Regions from separate parts of the Danio rerio genome. Here region 2 is linked to region 1. The links are chromatin contacts, called in public HiCAR-type maps. All regions are on one chromosome and are shown on one strand. The core of a region is the stretch at or near the end of the contact, and the rest is flanking DNA. Distances in the headings are between cores, read along the strand shown. Region 1 holds the start of tmem170b (transmembrane protein 170B). Region 2 holds the start of smim13 (small integral membrane protein 13).

What was found. HiCAR-type assays count read pairs that join an accessible place to other places.
Region 2: a contact with region 1 is called in a HiCAR-type map of caudal fin, with 5 times the contacts expected there. The contact joins the promoter of smim13 here to the promoter of tmem170b in region 1. A contact is called at or near these places in 6 of 18 Hi-C or Micro-C datasets (caudal fin, embryo, fibroblasts and 3 more) and 2 of 4 datasets of contacts at active chromatin or transcription factors (caudal fin and embryo).

Annotation. Positions count from the first base shown.
Region 1 is chr19:3,986,809-3,993,703 of GRCz12tu, reverse strand. tmem170b (transmembrane protein 170B) reads left to right here and starts at 2,454. Exons shown (of 3, transcript XM_003200515.7): 1 at 2,454-2,793. The coding sequence starts at 2,640. It overlaps LOC141378986 (a long non-coding RNA gene), which reads right to left and starts at 2,787. Exons shown (of 2, transcript XR_012394855.1): 1 at 2,557-2,787; 2 at 326-716.
Region 2 is chr19:4,140,836-4,147,730 of GRCz12tu, reverse strand. smim13 (small integral membrane protein 13) reads left to right here and starts at 3,345. Exons shown (of 3, transcript NM_001135579.2): 1 at 3,345-3,552; 2 at 5,513-5,602. The coding sequence starts at 5,527. It overlaps btr22 (bloodthirsty-related gene family, member 22), which reads left to right. Exons shown (of 10, transcript XR_012394844.1): 10 at 333-1,104.

The DNA of each region.
Region 1 (6,895 bases), core at 1,205-3,704:
AAAAACCCATAATATGGGCTCTTTAAGGGAAATTCTGAGCGAATGTTATTGTCTCAATTCCTAGATATAGGCATTTTAAGGTGAACACTGTCAGTCCTAAAATAGATTTTTCGGTGGAATTTTCCAGAACAGCAACACATTATCTAACACAGCAGAGCAACAGCAAGAGGAGACAAGACAAGATAAAATAAATATTCTAATGGAGTTCCAGCAATGACTGCTAAAAATTCACTTCATGATGATTTTAATGAGGTAGTAATCTACAAGGATTAACACCTAAACGAAAGCTATGTGAATTGTCAAATGAATAATGCTGGAGATAATGATGATTTTATAATTTTATTTCAAATTAATATTTATATAAATCCATTATGGGGCGTCACGATGGCGCAGTGGGTAGCATGATCGTCTCACAGCATGAAGGTTGCAGGTTCGAGCCCTGGCTGAGTCAGTTGGCATTTCTGTGTGGAGTTTGCATGTTCTCCCCATGTTGACGTAGGTTTCTTCCGGGTGCTCCGGTTTCCCCCACAGTCCAAACACATGCGCTATAGGGGAATTGAATAAACTAAATTGGGCATAGTGTGTGTGAAGGAGTGTGTATGGGTGTTTCCCAGTGATGAGTTGCGGCTGGAAGGGCATCTGCTGTGTAAAACATATGCTGGATAAGTTTGCGGTTCATTCCGCTGTGGCGACGCCTGATTAATAAAGGGACTAACCTGAAAAGAAAATGAATGAATGAATCATTAATATTGTCAAAAATAATAATAGCATGTTATATGATTAATGTTATTGATATTAAATTAAACAGTCCTGTTCATTGTTTACCAGTTTTAATTGAACCATTGGACTATGCTTAAACTGATTATTTAAATCTATGATTACTGATGATGATCCTAATAATATTAATTTATTTTTAAATACTTTAATATTTAAATATACAAATATTTCTCATTTTCCGTAGCATTAAACTTGATTTTCTATCCAAAAGCTTTTTGTTAATATACATAACAATAACAATTATTTTTAGTATTAATATAATGGCTTGAAATATTTGTTGTTGTTAACAACATAGTATACATTTCTGAAACTATTTTATTATTATTATTATTATTATTATTATTATTATTATTCATTTTCTTTTTGGCTTAGTCCTTATATTAATCTAGGGTCACCACAGCAGAATAAACCGCCAACTTATCCAGCATATGTTTTATGCAGTGGATGCCCTTCCAGTTGCAACCCATCACTGGGAAACACCCATACACACTCCTTCTCATATACGCCCAATTTAGTTTCTTCAATTCCCCTATAGTGCATGTGTTTGGACTGTGGGGGAAGCACCTGGAGGAAACCCACGCCAACACGGGGAGAACATGCGAACTCCACACAGAAATGCAAACTGACCCAGCTGAGGCTCGAACCAGCGACCTTCTTGCTGTGAGATGATTATTCTACCCACTTTGCCACCTTGATGCCCATTATTATTATTTATAATAATAGTAATATTAATAATAATGACATTAATAATAGCGACGCAGTGGCGAGTAGGTAGCACGTTCGCCTCACATCAAGAAGGTCACTGGGTCACCTCGGCTCAGTTGGCGTTTCTGTGTGGAGTTTGCATGTTCTCCCTGCGTTTGCGTGGGTTTCCTCCAGGTGCTCCGGTTTCCCCCACAGTCCAAAGACATGCGGTACAGGTGAATTGGGTTGGCTAAATTGTCAGTAGTGTGTGTGAATGTGTGTGTGGATGTTTCCCAGAGATGGGTTGTGGCTGGAAGGGCATCTGCTGTGTAAAAACTTGCTGTATAAGTTGGCGGTTCATTCCGCTGTAGTCCCTGGATTAATAAAGGGACTAAGCTGACAAGAAAATGAATGAATGGATGAATATTAATAATAATAATAGGGATAGAAGTAGTTGTGGTGGTAGTGGTAATAGTACATTTAATCTTTTATTTTTTTTTAAATATTGCATGAGCAGTCGTAGTTAGTTAGAAATTGTGCCAACAGCAATATACACACTTTTATAAATCGATACAGTATAAACATTACCTAGGAATACTGATATTTTTATTACTACTATCAACAACAACAGCAATACAATTTATTCAAGTTCTTATAAAATTATTCCATATAGAAAAATACAAAAATTTAATTAGGATAGACAGATAGATAGACAGACAGACAGACAGACAGACAGACAGACAGACAGACAGACAGACAGACAGACAGACAGACAGACAGACAGACAGACAGACAGATAGATAGATAGATAGATAGATAGATAGATAGATAGATAGATAGATAGATAGATAGATAGATAGATAGATAGAATAGTACACAATTTCATTCATAAACTGCAGTATTTGGTCGTACTGTACATGTGATGCTCACCTCCCTTTAAGAGCGCGGCGCCTTTAAGCGCCTTGCAGAAGCGCCGGTGCGCGCGCGCGTGCATCTGTGTGTGTGACAGCGAGAGAGTGCGCGTGAATGCGAAAGTGTGTGAGTGTATGTGTGTGTGTGTGTGTGTGAATGTGTGTGTGTGGATGTCAGCCGTACCCATCATGGCCCCTGAGCTGATGAGACGGACCGGCGCTCTGCCATCCTCCTCCAGCGAGCAGCGGCGCCGGTGAAGAGCCTCCATGTGTCCTCCATCCTCGGGCAGATTTCTGAGCAGAAGGGCCGCGCTCCAGCCGCCCGGCGCGAACATGAACAAGGATTACTCCATTAATCTGTCGGTGCAGCAAGTGCTCAGCCTGTGGGTCCAGGGCGAGGCGACCCTCAAGCACTTCACAGGTATGTGCACGCGCCGGAGAAAGAGCCGGTCAGGCGGGTTCATGTGTCCGGCTCATCCATCCGGTCAGTCTATTGTATCGGCACACATATACACACGCGCGCGCGCTCTTCTCAACAAGGTCACACATCACTCTTGATAGAAGATACTATGTGCTCGCATGCTAAATAAATTATACATCATGTACAGTATTTACATGCGTTAATAGTGTGCATTTCCGGAAAACTACATCTGGCCAGACGGGAGCCCATTGGGCTATATCATTGTGCTTTGATGGGCTATATAAGTATATTGAAATTAATGATGTGCACATTCATCTATTGTGTGCTCACCATCATGAAAATTAGTAAACTAAATGATGATAAAATTATTAAAAGGTGTGGTTAACAACATACTACACCTCACATGGTCAATTTCTGTCATTTTTTTGTACATGATCATGATTGTCATTCAGAATCACATGATCATCTTTCATTTGTGTATTTACAATATATATATACACACGATACATATACACAAAGGCACTGTATATCAGCGAAACCATGATGCATACCACTATTGAAGAGCTTTATATGTGTTCAAAACAGCTTTAGCATGGTACTTTTTGGCTTTTTTATGCATACCTATACTGTAGTATTTTAACTAACTACTATAGTAAGTTCCCTGTGCAGGGGTGGATTTAACCAATAAGCAAGGTAAGTGGCCGCTTGGGTGCCAGAAAATCTCGGGGCCCCCAATAAATATCTATACCTTTAAACTATATATAGCAATGGTTTCTATCATACTTTGTATGGTGAGAGTCAAATATAGTTTAAACATAATGAATATTATTTAATATAAAATAAAATGGAATATTATTATAATAGTGTAATGTCATGTTATAATAATATAAAATAGTATTACATCGACACAAATTTGTCCACCACCCCCAATCAAAGAGCAGTTTAATTATTTTTTGTTGTATTTTTAGTTGTAAATTGCATTTTAAGAAAACGGATCACTTAATATGTGGAGATTTTATTAAGATAAAATGTAGAAAAGAAGTTTGAGTGATATATATATATATATATATATATATATATATATATATATATATATATATATATATATATATATATATATAACTACTAAATAAATAAAATAAAAGTCGAAAGAGTGCATTTTAGGACTTTTGGACCCCGTGCTTGGACTTGCTTAGGGCCCCCAAATCACTAAATCCACCCTGCCCCTGTGCCGTCTGTTTTGTGTGGTTAACAACATAACACATCTCACATGGTAAATTTCTGTCATTTTTTGGAGGTTTAAAAAAGTACATAATCATGACTGTCATTCAGAATCAAAAGATCAACTATTTATATATTTATTTACTGTATTTTTACTTAAAAGCACAATATCTCAGTGCATCCGATATTACTTTTATGTGTTTAAAAGATAGATTAGTAATAGTACTTTATTGTTTTGTGTATAATTATAGCATGTTTACTATAGCAAGTTCCCTGTACCATCTGCTTTGCGTGGTTAACAACATATCACATCTAGCATGGTGAATATCTTCCATTTATTTTAGTAAATTGATGATTTCCATTTATTTTAGTAAATATGATTGTCATTCTGAATCAAATGATTTTCATTTTTATATGTTTACTGTGATTTTATGTAGTAGTCAAGGCACAATATATAATATATCATGAAATTACCACTATATTTGTCTTCAAAACACAGCTTTACCATGGTACTTTTTTGTTTTGTGAATAACTAGTATTTTAACTATAGTAAGTTCCCTGTGACATCTGTTTTGTGTGGCTAACAACAGCATATCACATCTCGCATGACACTTATTTCGGCCACTTATTTGCATTGTAAAAAAAAATATATTAAATGATCATCATTATTTAAATATATTTACTGTCATATGTATGAAATAGCCCTACTTAAAGGTCTCATTATGTGCTTTAAAATGTGCATTTTTTATTCGAGGTTTGACATAATCTCAACTGAAACGTGAAGAGACGGTGATGCATATAGTAGCTCCTCCCCTTTTCACAAACAGCCAATAGCGTTTTGTTTAATTAATGCTCTGCCAGTGTGAGTGTCAAGCGCATCAAATGAAAGCAAATGTGAAGCGTCTTGAAGGGGGCGGGGCATGTCAGATACTAGAGAGCCATAGATATATATATTAGATGTCGCCTATCCTGTTGTTGTCTATTGGAAGGAATGCGTCAATAGAGCCGCCATTTTGGAACAGGGTAGCGCTCCTTTGAAATGAATGCGGGACCAAGGAACAGTGGAGGACTGTGGCTGTGACTGTGGTTTTTGGCAGCGCAGCATCTCGTTGTCATATTTCTTTTGCATTGTTTGTTGATTTTATTCAACAAAACTAGCATACGCCGAGTATTAAGTGCGAGTTGGAGCTACTTTGCCTTTTGGTGAACGCAGTAAGTGACTGTTATCATCAATAATGCTACCTGTTTATCACAAAAGTTCAGAACATACAAAAACGTAAAAAACTTAATCTTACCTATGAAATGTTCTGCCTTTGTGCTTTGTTTTCTTTGTTTGCTCGTTACGTGACGCATGCTCAGGGTCCCTATGCGACATCTAGTGTATATATCTATGCTAGAGAGCATTTGATTGGTCAGAAGATTTGATAAGAAACTGAGGCCCTTCAAGTCCGTTTAAGGCAAGTCAGTTCACTCGGCGACCATCTTTGAAACGCCTCTCAGGCAGAATGCTTGGGCATTCTGTTTGAATGGGGACCCTACTGAAAAATCCAGCTTAAACCAGCCTAGGCTGGTTGGTTGGTTTTAGCTGGTAGACCATGCTGGTTTTAGAGGGGTTTCCAGCCATTTCCAGCCTGGTCTTAGATAGTCAGGCTTTAGTTTAATTTCTAAATGTTCGTATCCCACAAAATCTGCAGAAACTCGCATCTGGTCCGATCCCCTCCCCTGGAGAATTGTCATTGTATAGCGATCGCTGATTGGCTCCTGTACTAGAAGGCAGGCTTTATTCGCCAAACAGCGATCGCTGATTGGCTCCTTTAATAGAAGGCCGGGCTTTATTCACCATATTGACAGCTACACTGTTGCCCAATTTAAAAGTATACAAGTGACATGTCTGTGACGTCTGACGTGAAAAAAACAAACAAAAAAAAAACATTGATCCATTTAGGTGGAAGTGACTAACTACAAGTTTTACATGTTTGGATCAGTTATCTAAACATGAATTTTGTCATTGTTTTGTACCACACTAGCTTACAGATACCCTTTAAGGCTAACATACTGATACTAGCAACCATAAAACGTTATTTTAATTTCACTGGACCTTTAAAGGCACAGTATATCAGCAAACACCATGAAATTACAATTATGTACGTGTTCAAAACATTGCTCTTTTATTTTGTGCATGAGTATATCATATTTGTATTATAGTAAGTTCTCTTTTGAGTGTTTAGTAGTGCAATCTGCTTGTGGCAGACTGTAAATTGCTTGAGCAATCAGCCAGTCTGAAAGTGGACCTTTAAAAAAGCATCACACCATGTCATTCATTAAGCTCCAGTTAATCTTGAGTCACTGCATCGTTTTTGGCGGCTCCAGGCTCGTGTAGTGGAGTAATCATTAGTAATTACCATCAGCATATTGCTCTCCACATGATACTGTGCTCTCGGCTTCTCTTATGCTGCATTATACACTCTTTGGCTTTGTAGTGTCTGCTTGCTATGATCATTCCTGGATAGCCAGCTTTGTGTTGGAGCAGGCTGTTAGTCAACACCAGTACAGTGTAAATCCATTCAATGTCAAGGGTGTGACCTGCTGTGGAAATTCTCCCATGGTGTAGTTCATTTCCTTTGTAAGGGTCCAGATAAGGTACAGTAGCTACACCCAGAGCATTTCAGAAACTGCAGCAATTAATTTTTTTTTTCCTTAAATGTCTTGCAGTTAGATGGCGTTACGCCTTAGATTGATTTGTTTTTGGCACATATAAAACATACAGGCATTTTTCTTCATCAAGTTTACATTAATGAAAGTGTTTTTAATAAAACAACACAGATTTATTTATAGGAAATATTTATTAAAATGTATTTTAGACACTGAACATCTTTAGAAA
Region 2 (6,895 bases), core at 2,096-4,595, 150 kb before region 1:
TACCGAGGTATTATCGTACCGTGAAATTCTGATACCGTTACATCCCTAGTAGCTATTATAATAATATTTCATTTTTACAAAATGTATGTGCAGTACCACATTAGATAATAAATAATAATAATAATAATAGCACTATTCATATATTCATATTTATATATTTGTGTGACACTTTAGTACTGCATGTATGTATATCTGACTGTTGCTACATTTAATGCATATATTGGCAAAACTCTTTCATGTTTAAATATTGGCACATAATGTGCTGAAGTTGACTTTGACAGATAGCAGACTTTATACTGTGAAACTGTGATTTATATTCTGTGTTTTCTCAGTGGATGTGACTCTGGATCCTGATACAGCTAATCCATATCTCATCCTGTCTGATGATGGAAAACAAGTGACATGTGGAGACATTGAGCAGGAACTCCCAGACACACCACAGAGATTTGATACATATAAAGATGTTTTGGGAAAGGAGGGATTCTCCTCAGGGAGATTTTATTATGAGGTGCAGGTGAAGGAAAAGACTGACTGGACTTTAGGAGTGGCCAGAGAATCTGTAGACAGGAAGGGAGAGTTCATACTGAGTCCCAGTGATGGATTCTGGACTGTGTGGTTGAGGAATGGGAATGAATATAAAGCCTGTGCTGATTCTCTTGTCTCTCTGTCTCTGAAAGTGAAGCCGCAGCGGGTCGGTGTGTTTGTGGATTATGAGGAGGGTTTGGTCTCCTTTTATGATGTGGAGTCCAGCTCTAATATCTACTCTTTCACTGGTCAGACTTTCACTGATATACTCTACCCATATTTCAGCCCAGAACCTAATGATAACGGTAAAAACTCAGCTCCTCTGATCATCACACCTGTCAATTACAATAAATAAATTTTCACCATTAGTGAAACTTGATAAAAAAACTCATTTATATAATTAATGTTTAAAAAAAAATATTTTTTATATTTTGTTCCAGTCTGTTGTATTTAGCTGCATATTTTAAATCCACATGCAGTGTAATTTTCTTTCTCATCTACCAGAGAAAACCATGTAAATATTAAAATATGGCTTAAACTGGAGTAATTACAGAATCTAAATAAACACACATTGATTCATACAAATAGAGTGATGCATTTTATTCTTTTTATTTATTGCAGTTTTACTCCGTGTTTGGTTGTATGCTGTCTCCTGTATGCTAACCCACAGGATCATTTATCTCATTTTCTTAATTTTTTAATCCATTAATTCATTCATTCATTCTCTCATTCACAAATTTAGCCGTGTCATGTACAAGCAGATTCCGAATATTTCATTTTAATGTGTTCTTGTTTTATTTTTATTTGCTTATTTAACAAAGACAATACACTTGACCGTTATACAAAAACAACTAATGTTGTGTACATAGGGCATATATGAAGCTAATTTGACGTCCTCGGGCCTGTTTTAGAAAGGAGGTTAAGTGAAAACTCAGAGTATTTTAACCCTGAAATGAGAGAAACTCTGGGTTTTCCGTTTCAAAATGGCAGGTTTGTTAAACTCGGGAAAGCAGGGTAAGTCAAGCCTGTTTCTAAAAGGGAGGTAACTAACTTAGAGTCAGTTACCGTGGTAACTTACTCTGTGAATCTAACCTGGTCAGGAGCACGTTTTATTCTCTAAACTCTGAGTTTCTGTCGGTCTCCTCCCCTTTTTTAAAGTCAAAGCGGTAATTCTCGCCTTAGCCTTACGTCTCCACACACCTATTTTAATGCTCATTTTGGATATGCGCATAAAAACGATTGATGGAAACATCATGATGCACTTAACTTTTGAAAATATGCATAAAAACACGCAAAATTGAGCAGGATAAACTTTTATTCGATAGAAAATATGCGCATAAACTACGATGGAAACACTTTTACTGAACAAATTACACTAGTACATTAAAAAAAGGTCTTCATATGATGATAAAAATGTGTATGAATGGACAAACCAGCAGGCTGAGCACACTGTACCACGTCTTAAATGTTGTTTTAGTCATTCTAAAATGCCTTAACTGTTTTAGTATTAGTGTATATAATTAGACTACGAGCATCGGGAGTCTCTGCGTCTCATGGCTTCAAACGCCCCCAAGTGTTCATTGTCTTCTGAGGCGCAAGTACATTTAGGCTATTAAATAAATAATTGACGCTCTTCTATCACAGTAAATTCTGTTTTTACTGTTGATATTTGGCGCCAGTTAATCAGGAAGTGACGATTTTGTTCTCTTTGACTCGTTGGATGGCAACGCTGCCTTATTCGCATCTTTTATACAATATTCCAGTTTTGCACATAAATTTATTTAATATATTTGGATGGAAACAGATATTGCCTACCTTTTAGTCACACACAGAACAATAAATAATTAGCTTACATTAATTGACCTTAGACATGTACTGTAACTAGATTAATGGGATTATTATTCTTTCTAAAAATAATTTTTAGTACTGCTTACCTTCTAAATGTTATATCAACCTCTATCACTTAATCAAGAAAAAAGGCACACACAAGTGCACTATTAAATCTATTAAAACTGATAAACGTGTATAAAAGTTTAGAAAAAATGTATAAACATCACACATTACATTACTTATTTATTATACTTAAATATTTAAATATTTTAAATGTCAAATTAGGCATTAACTTGAGCAGCTGTTTTCCCAGGCTGACTGTCTTTGTTTCACTGATGGTTGCTTCTTTTTAAAAATATATACACTCATATTTGCTATAACGTTGCATGATCACATCAAGTTCAGCTGGGGAAAGAAATGCTGATCTCTTTTTTTAAGATGTTGCCATGATCACTCGTAATATCTGCGCTCCATTGATAATGCCTTTTTATAGTCACGGTGTGCGCGCTTAACTCTGAGCTGGTCTACTCAAGTTGATTGACCTAACTTAGATCCGCTGTTCTGAAACCCAAAACTCTGAGTTTTTAATCTCTTGGTAAATCAAGTTTGAACTCTGAGTTGTTTGAACCTCCTTACTGAAACAGGCCCCTCGTCCCTGGTAGACTTTACATAAAAAACGACAATAATAAAAAAATCATTATATAAAAACAATACAACAAACATTTACAGTATATATAGAACTTAAAACAAAATGTAAGTCAATCTGCACACTAAAGAGAAAAGTAAACCTGACCAACCTGAACGAATTAGAAAAGATAAGCATAATCCAATGAAACAAACATGGCTAAAGCTGTTTAATGTTTATGGTATTATTTTTCAATTATTTTAAATTGATGAGTGAAGTTATAATATTATAAAAAAAAATGTCAACACAAACAGATGAACATGAAGCTACAAAACTACAATTCCCAGAACACCGCGCGGCGGAAAAGTATCAGCGAGCACTTCCGGCTCATCTTCAGATTGAGTGTGTGTTGTTGACTCGGGATCTCTCTGTCGGTGTTTTCTCGTTATTCTCTTTTCTCTGTAAATGTCGCAATGATGTAGATAAGGAGAGTTTTCTCGGCCGCTTCATGACACGCGCTACCGGCCTCCGTCCCCGCGGGAATCGGCCTGAAGACTGAGGAGTGAACGACAGTAAGTTTCAACATAAATCTGATCATAATAAACACAAACACTTTCATCTGCACGACGCTTATCGATTGAGGTAAAGTTTGGTTTATAATAGCACATTTGTTTAAGTGACAATTTATATATTATATTGTTTACCACGACACTTTGAATATTCGGTCAGAAATTGCATGTATGACATGTTGACTGTGAACATTGTTGTACTTTAACAGTCATTGGCTGCTAATATGATTTGCCAATTTAGAATTCGCAAATAATATTGCTTTTGAAATTTTATTATTTTAATTTGTTTATTAAACTTTTACAGAAATGGCTGAACAGTTTTACAGTAAAATGTAAATAAATTACTAAAATTAATCCCAACCCTTCCCCATAAACAAAAGGAAATTACAATTGCACACACAAAAATTGTAATAAAAAATGGAAAATACATATAATTATACAAAATGCATGCATATATGCATACAAAAATAAAATTAATGTTGGATCATTCACATTTAGCAATAACCCATAAACAAACTAAAATTAAAAACATATACCTGTGATACTTACACAATATACTTTATTAAATTCACTCTGCAATTGAAAAACCCTAAGGCTTAGATTGACAGTCTGTAGAAGTACTCGCATATTCAGAAAAAAAAATATATATATAAATGGGTCCCATGTTTCAGAAAAAGAACTAGAATTGACATTTATTCAAGGTTTCCAGGCTTGATGAAAGTGAATTCAAGGCCTAGAAAAACAAACATAGGGCTTTGAAAGTGCTTGAATTAAATGTGAAAATAAAATTGTTTATGATTTTATTTTTAATAATTGTACTCAGCTGTCAAAAGCTGAATAGAAAATTGAGAAATTCTTAAATGAAAAGTCTTACAAATAAATCTTATTTAATAACACTGACAAATAATGCACAGTTGATCAGTATTTCATAATTTTCCGCATTTGAATATTATCAACATCGAATTCAACAAATTTTATTAAAGTTCTTTAAACATGACTTGTCTGAAAATGGCTCACACATACATTTTTAATGTAAACATTAAATGTAAGTGAAATGTTAAGTATAGTATTGATTATCAATAGTTTAAGTAAAACCTTTTTTTTAATATTCTACAAACTACTAATGACATTTCATTTTCATTCAATATAAACTTGTAATTTAGAGCATGAAACAACATTATTACAGACATGTTTACAGTTAATTTTAGATAAAAACAATACCAAAGTTGTGATGCAGAAGAGTTAAGAAAGTGTTATTTTGCATTTTATCCCTGATTGTTAATTTCTGGAAAAAAAAGACAATAATAAATTACAATTTTAACATTTTTTTTCTTCAAAAATGAGAATTTTTAAGTGGTCACTTAATTTATGTACAAAAATATTATACCTCCTGTGATTTAGTTTTTTTCTCAGATATTACCCAAGTGATACAGAGATTTTTTTCAATGCATTTTAAACGTAATAGTTTTTAATATTTCCTTTGTCATGATGACAGTACATAAGGTTACCAGTTATTTTGCATGATACTAGTATTCAGCATAAAGTGCAATATAAAGGCATTACTAGGTTAATTAATAGGTTAATTAGGCGAGTGATTGGACAACAGTGGTTTGTTCTGTAACCAATAAAAACATTTAGCAAGGTTGCTAATAATATTCATCTTTACAAAATAACAATAAAACTGCTTTTAATTCAGCCAAACTAAAAGACATGCAACTTTCAACAGAAGAAAAAATATAATAACAAATACTGTGAAAAATTGCTTTCTCTGTTAAACCTCATGTGGGAAATATTTGAAAAAGTATTTAAATTTCATGTGAGGGCTAATAATTTGCCTTTAAATGTTTATATAGTATCACTCAGGATTAGAATATAATATGTTACACAATTATTTTGGCATTGTTTTGGATTATGCGTTTAGTTTATAGAGCACACACAGATGCAAAGCTGTTTTTCTTCATAGGAACGAAGGGGAGGATGTGGCAGAGTGTTGGTTTGACAGTGTTGGTGATCGTAGCCACGCTGATATGTGTCCTCCTCTTCATGCTCTTCGGTGAGTGAGCAAATCAAACACACAAACAGCCTCAGAAAAGCATCCTGCAGTCCTTTATATAATGATATAACAGTGTCTTATTAATACTGTTGTCATCAATATAGACATATATGTAGACTGTTGATATTCATGTGTTTAGAGTGCTTTTAAGGATATTCACATTGCATTTGCAGAGACGTTCATAACAGCACAAAATGCTAGGAGACCTGATTCATTAACGTGACCTTTCACGTGTTAATCTGACCTACCACATGCTGAAATACTGATTGAAAATGATGTGACTGTTAATAGGACTGTTGTATGTTGCTCCAACTGTTAACATTAGTTGATTTAACTAAACTGAAATCTACAAAAGTTTTTATTAATTGTAGATTCCTAGTAAAACGTTAATATCTTAGTTGTAATTTGATTATAAGTCTGAATTGTTTTATTAAATGTTAATGACAAATAACAATCAGTTCGAAAATTGTTTTAGCTAATAATCACAGTTACTATAATAAATCTGGCTTTTTCCTTACTGTTGATTTTAATGCATTAGCTAATATTTACTAGTGAAACTTTATTAGAAAGTCTTACATATTTATTAGATATTTATTAGAAAGTTCCTAAAAGCAAAACAAGTCAAGCTGCTCCAGGATTGGCCAGCCCAGTCACCAGCAATGAGCCTTATTAAGCATGTCTGGGGTAAGATGAAGGAGGAGGCATTAATGATGAATCCAAAGAATCTTGATGAACTCTGGGAGTCCTGCAAGAACACTTTCTCTGCCATTCCAGATGACTTTATTAATCAGTGATTTGAGTCATGTCAGAGATGTATGGATGCAGTCCTCCAAGCTCATGATGGAGTCAGACACAATATTCATTCTGTCTCCACTGCAGCAGAACTTTATATTCTTTACTGTACATTATTTCTGTTCAGTGCCAAGACTTTTGTCTAAGCAAAGTCAGACCTTGCTGTCCTAATTAAATCATAAAAAATCAAGACATGATCATATTTTATTGTGGTAAAATAAGCGTAATCTAGAGGCCTTTGCCTTTCATAAGCGACTTCTGATACCAAATGATCAACTAGAAATCAAGTTATTATTTGCTGTTCCTAAAAGTTGGATAGGCGACAAGACTTTTGCCAGGGATTGCTTACCTCAATCTGCCATTGGGATAAGCAATATAAACATAATGTCAAAAGGAAAAGCAAGATTATTTTGCTTATCCTATTAATTGTTTTTAAAGAAAAACTCACCTAATTTTGACATATTATTTCTGAAAACAAGACAATATTTTTTGCCTGTCTAC